Regions from separate parts of the Mus musculus genome. Here region 1 is linked to region 2. A link is a contact called in public HiCAR-type data. All regions are on one chromosome and are shown on one strand. The core of a region is the stretch at or near the end of the contact, and the rest is flanking DNA. Distances in the headings are between cores, read along the strand shown.

The links. HiCAR-type assays count read pairs that join an accessible place to other places.
Region 1: a HiCAR-type map of astrocytes shows a contact between it and region 2, with 6 times the contacts expected there. The contact joins the promoter of Mitf here to the promoter of Slc25a26 in region 2. A contact is called at or near these places in 1 of 39 promoter capture datasets (pre-B cells) and 1 of 115 datasets of contacts at active chromatin or transcription factors (astrocytes).

The regions. Positions count from the first base shown.
Region 1 is chr6:97,805,561-97,812,870 of GRCm38.p6, reverse strand. Mitf (melanogenesis associated transcription factor) reads right to left here and starts at 5,813. Exons shown (of 10, transcript NM_001113198.1): 1 at 5,584-5,813. The coding sequence starts at 5,687.
Region 2 is chr6:94,496,448-94,503,832 of GRCm38.p6, reverse strand. It overlaps Slc25a26 (solute carrier family 25 (mitochondrial carrier, phosphate carrier), member 26), which reads right to left and starts at 3,519. Exons shown (of 10, transcript NM_026255.5): 1 at 3,376-3,519. The coding sequence starts at 3,408.

The DNA.
Region 1 (7,310 bases), core at 4,564-7,063, 3.3 Mb before region 2:
CAATAGTCCCAGTAATGCAAAGTTTTTGCTTGGTAGTTCTGGTATCTTGTTAATCACAGCTGATTCTTCAGCCCCAGCTAACCAGAACTACAGAATCTTCACAAACAAAACAGCAATGGCCCTGAAAAGAGTCTTTAATTTTCCCTCTGAAATTTCACAAACCAGAGCTCCATCTTCTGCAGTGTTCTCAACATTATCTTCCAAGCTCCTACATGACATCCGACAGAGCTCTTAACAACGGATGGATCTTCAAGCCCAAAGTTCCAAAGTCCTTCCACAGTCCTCCCCAAAACATGGTCAGATTGTCACAGGAATACCCCACTCTGCTGGTACCAATTTGTCTTAGTCAGGGTTTGTATTCCTGCACAAACATCATGACCAAGAAGCAAGTTGGGGAGGAAAGGGTTTATTCGGCTTACATTTCCATACTGCTGTTCATCACCAAGGAAGCCAGGACTGGAACTCAAGCAGGTCAGGAAGCAGGAGCTGATGCAGAGGCCATGGAGGGATGTTCTTTACTGGCTTGCCTCCCCTGGCTTGCTCAGCCTGCTCTTATAGAACCAAGACTACCAGCCCAGAGATCGTCCCACCCACAAGGGGCCTTTCCCCCTTGATCACTAATTGAGAAAATGCCTTAGAGTTGGATCTCATGGAGGCATTTCCTCAACTGAAGCTCCTTTCTCTGTGATAACCCCAGCTGTGTCAAGTTGACACAAAACTAGCCAGTACAGAGAGGGAGGGAGGGAGGAATGGGGGAGAGAGAAGAGAGAGTAAGAGGAGAGGGGAGAGGGAGAGATTGAGATTGTCTTGACAGTTTTGTCTTGCTAAGCATGGATTATTATTTTAACAAATAAAAGGGCCTTTTTAGTGTAAAAACTGAAGGGGAAATCTCCACAAAAGCCAGTGTGCTTGTGATGTGTGTAGGACAGAACAGTCTATCTTTCTCTGCAAACTCCACACATCTCTCTTTGAAGCCATACTTGGCACGGCTGTAGCATCCCATCTTGCCATGATTAACTTAGCACTCGCTCACATTCCCATTTCTAATCTGAAGGAAATTTAATACTGTCTGAAACAGCAATAAAATTTGTAGGAGGAAACCAGGGCCCAATGAAACCGGTTCCTCAGACTGCCTAGGAAAAGAGCATCAGCATCTACCAAGCCTTAGGCTTCTGCAGAGCAAAACCATCAGAGCCATAAGCCACAGCACTGTGTCCAAAAGACCTACTGCCTATGTGTCCCCCAGAGCTCAAGAACAGCTCTGCATATCCCTGGAGTGACTTGCTAGTGTGTAAACCTGGGTGCACTGTGATTGTTTCTCCTGTGACCCACTGGGGAGAATTCATTCCCATGAAAACACCATTCATCACGAGGGCCTGTTCTACAGGGTCTTTTCCTATGACACTTTTACGGGTCAGTCTTACCAAGATGAGGCTCACAGAATCTAAGTTCAGCAACATATTTGTGACTATCTGGGTTGAGCCACAAAGAATATGGAAACTCATCCTCGAAGAAAGCCTGCTGGGAATCTACTTGAAAAGGAACACAATAGTGACTACAAAAACAAAAAGCAACCACGATACCTTTGTAACTTACTGAAGGAGAGCGCCGTGTGTGTCCAACAAATATGTCCTACCAGACACTATCCTATGCATTGGACAGTCCTTTAAAGAATCGTCTATCTCGAAACATTACAAGCCTTGTGACTGAGTGTTCTAGGCTCTGGGGACTTCACAGTTAACAAGACACAGAGAGAAATCCTTACCACCTTGGAGCCCTGAAGTTTGATATATATATATATCTATATATACATATATATATGTGTGTGTGTGTGTGTGTGTGTGTGTGTACACCTATGTGTGTGAGGTGTGTGTATGTATATATGTGTGTGTGTATATATATATATATATATATACACATATATATACACACACACACACACACACACACACACACATATATATATATATATATATATATATATATATATATATATATATGTTCCCACACATATATATTCAAATTACACTGTAAATTATAACATTAACACTATGAAAGAAACACAGCCGGATAAGGAAGACTGAGCGTTTAGAGGGAGAGTAATTATGAACAGAAGGCCACACTATCCATATGATGAGAATTAAGGGCACATTAAAAGGAAGATTAGTAGTTGGTTGGGTAGGTTGTACTACAGCTGTGGCTGTCTGGGCAAAGAATGGCCCAAGCAGAGGCAGGTATAATGAATGAATATCCAAAGGTAGAAGCCTGGGCTCTGCTTAGAATGATAAGCAGCAAGAGATAAGGTCAGAGCTGAAGGGCAGCCTGACACATATGCTGCATTGTGCCATTTGAAGGACTGGGGAAAAAAAGAGCTGTGGAGGGCTTCAACTAGAGAAGACAGCATGATCTAACTTGAGTTTTAGCTCAGGGCCCAGAGGATTCTTGGCTGTGGAAGCTGCCCTGGGTAGTGTAGCGAAGCTAGCACATCCCTGCACTCTACCTGCTAAAGGCTACTCACAACTTCCCACAGTGATGACTGAGGTTCTCCATAGGGGTTTGTTCTCTAATTTGTGGTTTGTGCATACGTATGTGTGTATACACATTCAGATGTATGCACCGGTACACTGTGTACAGGGGTGTGTGGGTGTGTGTCTGTGCATGCATGCGAAGACTAGAGGCCGACTTCAGGTGTCTCCCTCAGTCACTCACCACTTGGTTGTTTGATACAGTTTCTCATCTTTTATCTCTTACTTTTCAATTCAGATAGATTGGCTTGCCAGCAAGCGCATCTCCTCCTCCCCAGTGCTGGGATTACAACCACCAAGCCCCACGCCTGCCTGCCTTCATGTGGGCTCCTGGAAAAGTACTCAGGCCTTCACACTTGTGTGGCAAGCATGTTACTGACTCAGTCAGATCTCAGCCTTAAAAAAAAAAAAATCAGTTTAATAAGAATACTGTGGCACTAAATTTAAAATTACTAAAACTGGCCAAGGCTGAGAGCGTTAAGAGATTGCTGCAATAATTCAGGCAAAAACTGACAATGACTTGGTCAAAGTTACAGCAGAGAGATAGGCAAGAAATGGGTGAATTCTGAAACAATCTTGACAAGTGGTCCTCACCCTTCCTAATGCTGCAACCATTTAATATAGTTCTTCATGTTCCTGTGACCCCCGACCATAAAATTATTTTTGTTGCTATTTCATAAGTGTAATTTTGCTACTGTCATGAGTCATAAATATAAATATCTGATTATGCAGGATATCTGACATGCAACCCCTGTGAAAGGGTTGTTGAACGGCCCCCGAGGGGTCTCGACCCACAGATTAAGAACTGCTGATGGAGACAATAGAATGGATAGGTGTCCTTGTTACGAGAATCTGCAAATTTTCATTACAACTTTTTCCTAACCAGGACGTTAGGGATGCCCCAGCAAAGTCTTCAAACTACAGTCAACGAGAAGGCCCTGAGCCACATTTAAAGTCACACACCGATGTCAATGATAATACCATTAGGACAACTGTCAAAAACAGTCAGAAAAGATGTCAACGTACTCCAGAAACTTAGTCACAAATTTTATTTAACGGGTTTATTTCAAAGAACGCATATCTACTCCATGCTACCTGGCACCTGCTGCTCGTACCAACATGTGAAGCCGTTTATGCCCACAGTCCCACATTTTTCCTTTCCTGTGCTAGCTAGCTAGCTACAGAGGACATGTGCTCTTGCGTGCCATTCTTGCTGACTGGGTAAAAGAATAGAACCAAATCCTTCCCCATGAGTGTCAGGGCACTCATTGGTTTTCCCCAGAGGTACCTTCTTCACTCCCTCAAACTCATTTAATGTATCAGCCACCATCAAAATGAAGAGCCCAGTTAATTAATTTCTTTCAGACACACACACACACACACACACACACACACACACGCACACACTCCCCCTGCCCCCCTCATTCTGGCCTTGTAAGCATTTGCTTATAGAAGCAAAAGCAGGGACTGACTGCTCAGTAAAACACTGGTCCCTTCAGCCACATGCAGATAAAGCTCTAATGAGCATAACCAACAATGCGCTTTACACAGTATCACTCTCAGAGCACCCAATACACCCTTATCTACATTCACACACAAATAGCCATTATGAAAAGAAGCCACTAGTGAAAGGCTGAGTTTATGCATCTTGATGCCTAACACATTTCCTTCCACTCTGCCACAAGCATGTGCAAAAAGCCTGCCTTAGCCAGGGAGCCAGGGCTTCTGCTCCTCCCAGAGTTTGTTCCCATGACTGGATTCAAGGTCCTGTCCCAGCCCTGAAGGAAAGCAACCTGTCTCCACTTTATAAGACCCAGCCTTTTTGTCTCCCAAACCAAAGATTCCACCCCTCAATTCTGCCTTCCTGGCCCCTGAAAGTGAGTCCCTCTGCCCCTCTACCAGGGGAACCTCACTCATCTAGACCCTAGACAATTGATGCACCAGGTGATGATGTTAGCCTTACTTCATCGCACAACTGAAAGGGTGGAAATAAAGTCACAGATTCCAGTGACTATCCCCCTCTCTGTAAACATGACAAATAAGAAGCACTTCAAGGGTCCAGAGGGACCAAAGAGAGTGATAACCGATTCTGCCAGGCAAGTAGCAATGGAGGGTGGCGTGAGGGATTAGGATACTGCAGAGGTACTGAAGAGTTGGGAGGCACCAGACTAGAGAACATCTTCACTCTAGGCCCAAAGTTCTTGAAGCGCCTGGAGAATTAAATGTGTGTAGGTGCCAAGAGAGCATTCCCAACCACCACAGACCTCTAAGGTAGTTTGTTTGTTTGTTTCTTTCTTTCTTTCTTTCTTTCTTTCTTTCTTTCTTTCTTTCTTTCTCTCTTTCCTTCCTTCCTTCCTTCCTTCCTTCCTTCCTTCCTTCCTTCCTTCTTGCATTTGTAAAGACTTCTATTCCAGACAGCTTGCCCAGCTTGAGAGACACGCCCACCCACAACCTCCTCCCCTCCTTTTATTCACCCCCCCCCCCCACACACACACACACACCTCCTCGGTGCTGTCCTGTGGCAGGTGAAAGGTGAAGCTCAGGTGAACTTCACCTAGAGGCCTCTCTGAGTAGTATCTCCCAGAGGGGCTGGTCTACAAGGGAAGACCTCCAGGCCAGTTCATCGCTGCCCTGGAGCATCAGATCCCCCTCTCCTGAGCCCCTCAGCCTGCTAGGGAGCTTCAGAAAAATTGCTCTTGGTAGCACCAGATCACAGTCCCTGTCCGGTGCTCCTCCTACCCCACCTCGCGCCGGGTACCGCCCCAGCCCCCATCTAGCTCAGCAGCTGGCATCTGCAGCCGAGGGTCCCCACGTCTGGATGAGCCATCCCAAGAGACTCGCGGTGTCCCCAAAATGCCACTGTCAGATACCCTGGGATGCAAGCAAGTCGTCTGTAAGCGGGACCCTAAATGCCAGGGGCCAGGTCGCCCTGTACCCCAAGGCAAGGGCACGGGGTCCTTGTCCTAGAGCTATCCAGACTGACTGTTCTCCTCCCAGGGTAGCAGGCGCGGGGCCCATGGGCCTCCTGCCGCGCCTCCCTCCAGCTGTCACCACTCACCTGCTCTTCAGAGGTTGACTTTTGAGTTCGTAATAGGTTTTGGGTTCTTCGTGAAACTCCTCCCCGACTTCGAAATCCGCCACGATTCCCGATTCGGACTGCATGACTCCCTCTTGCCCGCCTTCCACTGCTTGGGACTTGGACCAGAACCCGGGCACCTGAGAAAGATGGGGGGCCTCGGGTACCCCAAGCCGCGCGCCCCGCGCAGTGCCCCACTCAGCCCGCTAGCCGGCCGCCCGCCCCGGCGCGGTGAGTTTACTCTCACACCAGAGCGGGAGGGGCTGAGCCCGGTGCGCCCTGGGATTTGTGGTTCCGCCTGGGCAGAGCACACCAGCTCTCCAGGATATCAGCTTCCGCAAAAACTACAACTCCCAGAAGGTCAAACCGGGGAGAGACAACGTGGTGTACACGGATAGTGCAAGTCCTGTTTGGATTCCTTGTCAATGTCAGCAGCTCCTCTCCGTGTCTCTCCGGTTTGCTTCAAGGATACAGACCTGGCTGTTTAATATTAATAAGAACAACTCAGCCTGGGCTTCTACTGTCCCTCCTGGTTTAGACATCTGCGAGGACACGCCGAGCGTTCATTTAAAAAATAAAACACTAAGGGGTTTTGAAACTAGAAAGTTTCGGTCAGAGTTAAAACCCATTTTTAAAATAAAAGGACTTTCTATTAGCCCCCGAGCTCTTCTGGACTGCAGCGACACATCATTTTGTCCTCTATTGAAACAGAGTGTTGGAAACTTCACTTTTATAATGAAAGCATTATTGGAGGAGTTGTTCTTGTGCGTTCTTTTTCTGGAACTCAGTATAAGCTCCCACAATACTCTTCATCAGTTGAAAGGCTCCTTTCCTTTTATCCAATTAGTCACCTCTAATCTAAAGCAGCACTTGAAGGATTCAGTTAATTTTAAAAGACATCAAGTTACCAAACAGCTTCACCACCACCACCACCGTCTGCTTTCAATTTCTCAGTTGGCTGGGAGTTCAGATGAGATTGTCCTAACATTGCAAGCCGGTGCAGCTTCAAGGTACTCGGCTAGGTGATGTATTAAATGACCGCACTTTAGCTCATTTGTATGTTCAGACCTGTCTTCTGGTTAGTTCCAGCAGGACTCTTCATGTTGTATAAAACATCAACGAGTGCTTTGAGACATTGGAGTTAAGGGTGGCATTTTAAGATGGCAGAAATTCCTAGTTCTTCTAAGAAATCCTGTGTAATCTTAGACATGTCCATTGGATTCCTAGAAGCCTTAATTTCCTCATCTATGAAAGAAGAGATTAGGAAACCTATTTGAGATGGTGTTGCAAGGTCAAAAGTAAGGAAAGAATTACTTGCAATTTGTATACACTAGGGGCAGGCAAAATGGCTCAGTCGGTAAATTTACTTATTTGCAAACATGACAACCTGCAATTGGTCCTCAGGACACACATGACTGAAGAATGGAACTATTAACTACTGCAATCTGTCTCCTGACAGCTGAATGCAGGTGCAGGTACACATAATACATACATAGAATTTTTTAAAAGCTGCTCAGTGATGATTAATTTTGGCTTTCTTTTGTGTATCTTGGAGGCATTCTTGGCAAGCTTGCATCTCTTCTGTGTATTTTTCACTTTCAGGAGTTGATAAACTAAATGATGATCCTAAAAGGTCTACACTGATGGTTGGGCATCTCCTTGGAGTTACCCACTCCTATATCTTGCCTCACAGTATAGCTTTTTCTTTT
Region 2 (7,385 bases), core at 2,270-4,769:
ATGACCAGGTCGGTTGTGGTGGCATGTACCTGCTCTATGTAACCCAGGCCCATGGGGTCGAGGAGGTCATGGGAGCTGGAGCCACAAAGGAAGAAGGAAGAGAAAGAGACAGGATGCACGGCTCTTTGTGGAGACAGGGTTGGCTTTATGCATCCTAGAAGAGGCTCAAAGGGATGTCGGAACAGAGCCACCATCTGGCATCCTTGTCACTCTTTTAAAGGATTTTAATGCCGTTCAGCAAGTAAACATGCTGCCTTCCTTTCCTCAGAACACAGAACAAAAATCTGATGAGAACTGTGATCTGCACCGATTCTTTAAAAACAAGCTGCACTGTGGTTTTCTCTTTAATCTCCCACAGTTCAGAGAAATGCTAGCTATCTGGTGCTAAACTTTAATCAATGAATTCTTCTCTAAATGTAGGGCTGCTGTGCAGGCATCAATTCTCTAAACCTTTTTCATCATAGCTCTTATCTTCTGATGATAAAATGACCAGAGATTTGGCCTAGTAAAACGGCAATCACAAGTTATTCTGTGTGTGGACTTCACGCTTCTATAATTGAGATGTCATTTACTAAGATGTCTCATAACTTTATGAGCATGACAAACAGAGACTCTCGGAGCATCTGCTCAGCCACGTAATATATTTAACACTTAAGCAAAACCTTTAGGGAATGCATACAATTTCACAAGTACTCTGTGCAGACACAAGTCATCACCAGCTAGATTGTAAGAGGCACTATCAGATTCATTTGTTCTTTAAGTTTGATCATTTGCTAAAAAGGTTATCAGGCAACTGACCAAGTTCAAGATTTAGGGTGACTTGTGCTGAAAAAGTGTAAATTCAAAACAAGACAAGATGGGGTGGGGGGCAGAAAACTCGAAAGCTGTGCACAACCAATCAACTACCTAGGACCTGAACGGCATGCATGAGGCTCTGAATGCAAGCACCAGTACCACCCCCCAAAGTCAATCTGTGCCTCTCCCTGCAGAGAGACATACATTATGCTCTTAAATTTATCAAGTAAGTGATATAATACATACTGTACACTCCCACCTCTGACTACACGCAACTATGGGTGAACCCAAGTCTAGACACATACACACAGGTGGCTAGAGGTTAAATACCTCCCTGGAATGGGCTTTGTGATAAGTAGGAGTATTATTACTGCTTTTTATTGCTTGGTTTATAAGGAACACTGCAGCATAAGTCAAAGCCATTCAACATGAATATGCCTAGTCCTTCAAAACTTCTTCAATCCACTGGCTGCAGCTGACAGGCACTAGGTAAAGAATAACTGAGAGCGTGCCCTCATCGGCCCTTGCTTCTCCTCTCCATTGGCAACCTGTACACTTGCACAAAACGTGGAGCGCCATTCACTCCAACTATGATGAACTACTATGGTTCCCAAACATGTCCAGAACTTTCTCCTTCTCTGCTTTAGCTTAGGTTTTTCTCGAAATCTGGAATGGCCTTCTTACCACCTAATTCTCCCCCCTTTAAACCCCACAGACACACATATCCCTGCCAAAAATCCCATCTGCTGGTTTGACAGCAACCAAATGCTATTCCTCATAGAGCTATCCCCAACCTTCCAGTTAAGAATAAAAGGCTACCTCCTCTATTCCTCTCATAACTATATTTATATATTCCTTTATACTACCAATCATGTGTGGTAATGCAAGAGTCTTCGGAGTACAAGTCAGGTCAGTCACCTTCAACTTGTCTAACAACTAACCCAGCATCTCTGACACTGCAGGGTTTCCCAATCAACCATAAGATGATAACATTTCTAGGCGTTCGTTCCCCCAATCACAGTGGTACTTATACCCTGGGACACTTCTCTAAAAGCCAATTCATCATCGCCTCCTAACAGGAGGGCTGTAGGATTCAATCTGTTCAACGAGGCTGCTCTTAAGAATGAAAAGGTGGCTGTCGAATTGGGCTTGAGTATTCTTCCATTCCTTCAGAAATTCTCTCAGGTTAAATTATGGCCTCAGAGCACAGGTCTGTTATCAGACAGAGCTAGCTGGCATGAGCTCACTTCTTGGGAGAGCCTTGGATCTTCTTAGAAAACGATTTCATTTCTATTTCTTCATGTACAAAATGGGGGAAAGAGCACCTGTGCTTTCAGAGCTTTGGAGAAGTAAATAACAGTAAATGAAAATTAAATACAATGAAATGAGCCTGGGTGCGATGTGCTATGTGCTTGTGCTCGTGCACATATGTGTGTGTGTGTGTGTGTGTGTGTGTGTGTGTGTGTGTGTGCAGCCCAACCTTGAGTCAGAAGTCTTTCTCATTGTCTCTCCTCTTTCTTCACTGAAGCAAAGGATCTAGAGATCACTAAAGGTTAGTCTAGCTCACCAGCTTGCTCCAGGGATCCCTTGTCTCCACCTTCTGAGCACCGGAATTACACATGGGCCACCAGACCCACCCAACATTTCCCAGGGTTCTGGGAACTGAACTACAGATGCTATAACTACTGAGCCATCTCCCCAAACACAAATGAATCTCATATATTTAGGATGCCTGGCCCATAACCTGTTATCACCTCTTCCCATAATGTCCTGAACCTAGTCCACCTGTCACTTACCCGAGCAGTCACTTCTGTACTGTCTCCTACATCTAACTCTTATGGGCAGGTTTCTCTTGTTCAACACTCTATCTCCAACCCTTCCATCAGAGCAGTAGCTAGTTCTGTAAACAAATGCCCCTGGGCTTCTATTTGCCCTTAGCAGGAGCATTTTAAAAATGAAGGTATTTCTTGTCTGCTTCTGTTCACTCTTCCAGAATAAAATCAAAGTTAACCAGTCTCTCTTACATCTGCTAAATCTATTATCTCCTGCTAGACCTGCTGTTATAGGCCCCTCAAAAAGCACTGGTTCTCATAAATCGACAGAATTAGCCAATAAACCATCGACTCCACAACACCACTACTTATGCTCAGTATTTCTTCAAAGCCTAAACGTGGAGAAAAATGAGCAGATTACTAGGAACTAAATGTGTAGAAACTTCAAAAAGACAAGCTAGTATCTTGGATGGATGGGTCGTAAGTGTTTTCCTGAATAGTGTGTATTTGCATGTTTAATTCCCAAGTTCAGGTGAATATGGTGTACAAGGGAAGTCTTAATTTACTGAAGCCTTCAGTAAATAAGACAATGTGTCAAGCATACCTCATCTCTAAAAGCCCATCAGAAGCCACCAAGCCTTGAGAACAGACTTCCCAGACGTCTCTAGGCTTGGTCCTAGATCTAGCAGCCAGTGACCTGAGGACAGACCGACCACTGCTTAAACCCGGAAGAAAGCGGCAGTGCAGAGAAGCCGCCACAGCTCCCACGCAGCCTGCACCCAGCAGCCCACCCCTACCCGGTACTCACCACCAGCGAGGCCGTGAAGCCCGGCGCGTCCATGGTCTCCCAACGCCGCCAAGGTTAAAAATCACAAGCTGGGCAAAAGCAGGTGCTGACTTAAAGAGCTGGGCGCCGCCATGTTGGGGCGGGATATGGAGCAACTACTTCCGGGGCAGAACTCGTGACGTCACACCACAACAAAAGCACGTGCGTCGCTCGGTGCTGGTCGCTGAGCCTTTCCTGGAGGACCCTGGGGTTTGGAGCTTCTCCGGCTTCCTGTCCTTCAGCAGCCGGCTCCGGAGGCGCTAGGCAAGAGCCTCGCACAAGCCTGTGGCCCCGGATGGGATCTACGAAAGACCCCGGAGGAGAGACCAGAGCTGGCAGGACTGGGACCAGGCGGCACTGCCTGTACCTGAAGGCCAGCCCTGTGGTTTCCTACTCACAATCCAAGTCCGTTATTCCTTCGCTTTATCTGTGCAGGCTGGCTGGATTTCTGTTGATCCAATTCCAGAAAGAAAGAAAAAAAATGTTAAACAAAAATACGTTTTTATTACCAAAAAAAAAAAAAAAGTATTCTCCATTTGTACTGACGTTTATTTCTCTTTAAATTAATGTACTTAAAGTAGGAGAGTGATCACTAGAGACTACGAAGGGAAGAAGGATGGAGGTAGCTGCTATCAAAATACAATTAGTTAGGGCCAGTGAGATAGCTTAGTAGGTAAAGGCGCTTGCCTCCAATTCTGGAGGTGACAACTAACAAATTCCTATTAGATAGGGCGAGTGAGATGGTTCTGCAGGTAAAAGCTCTTGCCACCAACCCTGCAACCTGAGTTCACTCCCTGGGACCCATAGGGTGAAAGAGACAACCAGTTCCCACAAGCTGTCTCCCAATGTCTGTGGACATACCTAATATTTATTGTATATCATATATTTTGCATATTATATTTTATTACATATTAATATGTTGATAGTGAAATAAATAGAATTTAATACTTAAAAAAATACAGCTTAATAGTGAGTGTAACTCAATGGTAGAATATGTGTTTACCTAGCAGGGCCCTCGTGTAGATGGAGGAAGACAGGAAGAATAAGTACCATTGCTCTGCAGGACAGTAGGATTGCTAGTTTACAATTTACTTACGTGTGTGTGTGTGTGTGTGTGTGTGTGTGTATTTCAGTTGGTATTTGAGTTTCACTGTAGCCTATGATAGGCTAGAACTGGCAATGTAGTTATGTAGTTCTGGTGACCTCAAACTCATAACAATTGTCCTGCCTCTGCCTCCCAAATGTTGGAATTACAGATGTGAGCCATTACACTTGGATAATAATTTGGGTTTTCTTTCTAGGGTCTTGAACATGCAAGGGCAGTATAGATGTAGCCACAAAGGCTACATATATAGTTCCACCTACCTAGTCACTGTTATATATTTTTATAGAGAACTAAAAGAAAATAGAAAATTTCAAAGATGACCCACAAAGAAATGATATTTAAGGAATTATACATGCTAATGGCTGACTTAGCCATTTCACATCGTGTGGGTGTATTGAATTATCACCCACTACCCTAATAAATTTGTACAATCACTGTGTCAGTAAAAAATAAAGTGGCATAAAAAAATGACTTGCTTTGATAGTTGATTATTCATCTTGCTCACTGTGAAGGCAACGTGTGCTCTTGGATGAACATGTCATTAACTATTTAGCAAGTTTCTTGGAGTAGACTTGTCTTCCCATTTACTGGACAATACCTTCTAACCTCCGCATGCATGAAGGGCCTACTACATCTCAGGTAGCAGGTATGTTGTAGAACTAAGTGACTAGTGGACTTTTTAACCTCCAGTAATCTTGTGTGAGCCACAGAGGATAATCCTGACTCACTCAGTCAATTTATTGGAGACCTGATTGACAACTGCAGAAACCGTTTCTGTAATATAGAGCAACGTGACCATAACAGCAGGGCTCACACAGGCCGTGCTCACACTCAAAGGCAGGGAGCGAGTATACAGACTGTGAGCATGAAAGGGCAGGGATTCTGAGGCCATCTGAGAATTCACCCTACCACACTCTTTTATAGCATGGCTTCATTGGAGGCCTCCTCACAGCCCATTGGGGTCTACCAGTAAGCTCCCACTAGAATTTCCCTCAGAGTCCCTATACCTTTCACTTTTGCTTTGCATCAAGGCACTCCCACAGCTCACTAAATACTGTTCTACACCATCTCCATGTCCAGAAATCTGATTGGTTGGTGAGTTGGTTGGTTGGTTTCAGCTTAACAAGTAAGTAGCTTAAAATACCAACAGCTTTTACCTCATACTCCTTCTGTTAGGTAAAAATCTGAGAGAACTTAAGCTTGGCAGTTCCAAGTCGGGGATTCTCGTAACTTACAGTGTCAGTGTTGACCAGGATCATCTCATAAAACTTGATCATAACTGGAGAATCTACTTCCAAAGTGGTAGCTCACTTCCATAACTGACAAATCAGTGATTAGCAGGAGGCCTCAGTCCCCACAATATTTACCTCTCCGTGTTGCTGCTTACCGGTCCTCATGTGACTATTTTCCTCAGAGTGAGTACTTTAAAAGATAAAAAGATAAAAACTACAGTATTTTTACATTTTAAAAAATGGTATGTGTATGGGTGCTTTGCTGCATATATGCCTATGTACCACGTACATGCCTGGCGTCTGATGCCCTAGAAATGGAGTTGTTCATAGTTGTGAACCACCATGTGGGTGCTGGAAATGAAACCCAGATTCTCTAGAACAATCAGTACTCCTAACTACTGAGCCATCTCTCTACCCACTCCCAATTTTTAAAAATTATATCTATTTTATGTATATGGATGTTTTGCCTGCCTATATGTGCCTGAGAAGGCCCAAAGAGGGTGTTAAGTCCCTCGAACTAGAATTACAGATAATTGTTCCTTACCATGTGAGTGCCAGGAATCGAACCATGATCCTCTGTGGGGAGGAGAGAGCCAATACTCTTAATCCATGAGCCTTCTTTCTAGACCAAATTTTTTTTTAATTCTAATTTAAAATACACATCATTTTCCCTTCCCTTTCCTTCCTCTAACCTCTCCCATTTCCCCCTCCTATTCCATCTTAAATTTATGGCTTCTTTTTCTTTGATGATTATTGTCACACACACACACACATACACACACAAATACAACCTGCTGAGTCCGTTTACTGTTTTTGTATATTTTTTTAGCACTGGTTCTTAGTATTCCAATTAGTGGGCTCATCCCTAGAAAAGACTCTTTCTCCTTCTTTCAGCAACTGTTAAACTGTCTTCTATGACCTGACTCAGCAGGAAGTCAGTAGCCATTATTGCAACAGCTTACTGGCATGACAATACAAGTCATGTGTATATACCACTGTGTTGGACTATGTAAATATCAATGACTGACATATTGGGAACTGGTACCCACATTAGAGAAATGCAAGTAGAGACCACAATAAAATACCACTGCATGCCTATAATCCCAGCACTCAAAAAACAAAGACACAGGATTGCTACAAGTTTAAACCCAGCCTGGGCTACATAGTAAGTTCTGTGCTAGCCAGTTCTATATAGCAAGCAAGACTTTTTCTTTTTTAAAAAAGAAAGAGAGAAAAAGAGCCACATTCACTGTAGTGGCTAAAATTAAAAAGACCAATGTTGTCTAAGATGAAAAAACAACTAATGCACTGTCTTGCTGAAATAAAAATTATACGCCTACTATAAAATATAATTGTCACCCTAAAAGACAAACATAGTGTATCCAAAACTTTTACACTACTATTAAAAGGTTTATATAAACAGGAAAAATGGAAATACCCAGCTGTCTATCAACTAATGAATGGATGTAGTGCATGGATTGTAGTGCATAAAGAGCATCACTCAACCATACAAAGTAATCTGGGGGCTAGTGAGATGGCTTAGTGGGTAAGACCACTTGCTATGCAAGGATGAGTTTGAATCTGCCGCAGTCACATAAGAAAGCCAGGCATGGCTGAGTGTGCCCACAACCCCAGCACTGGGGAGCAGAAACAGA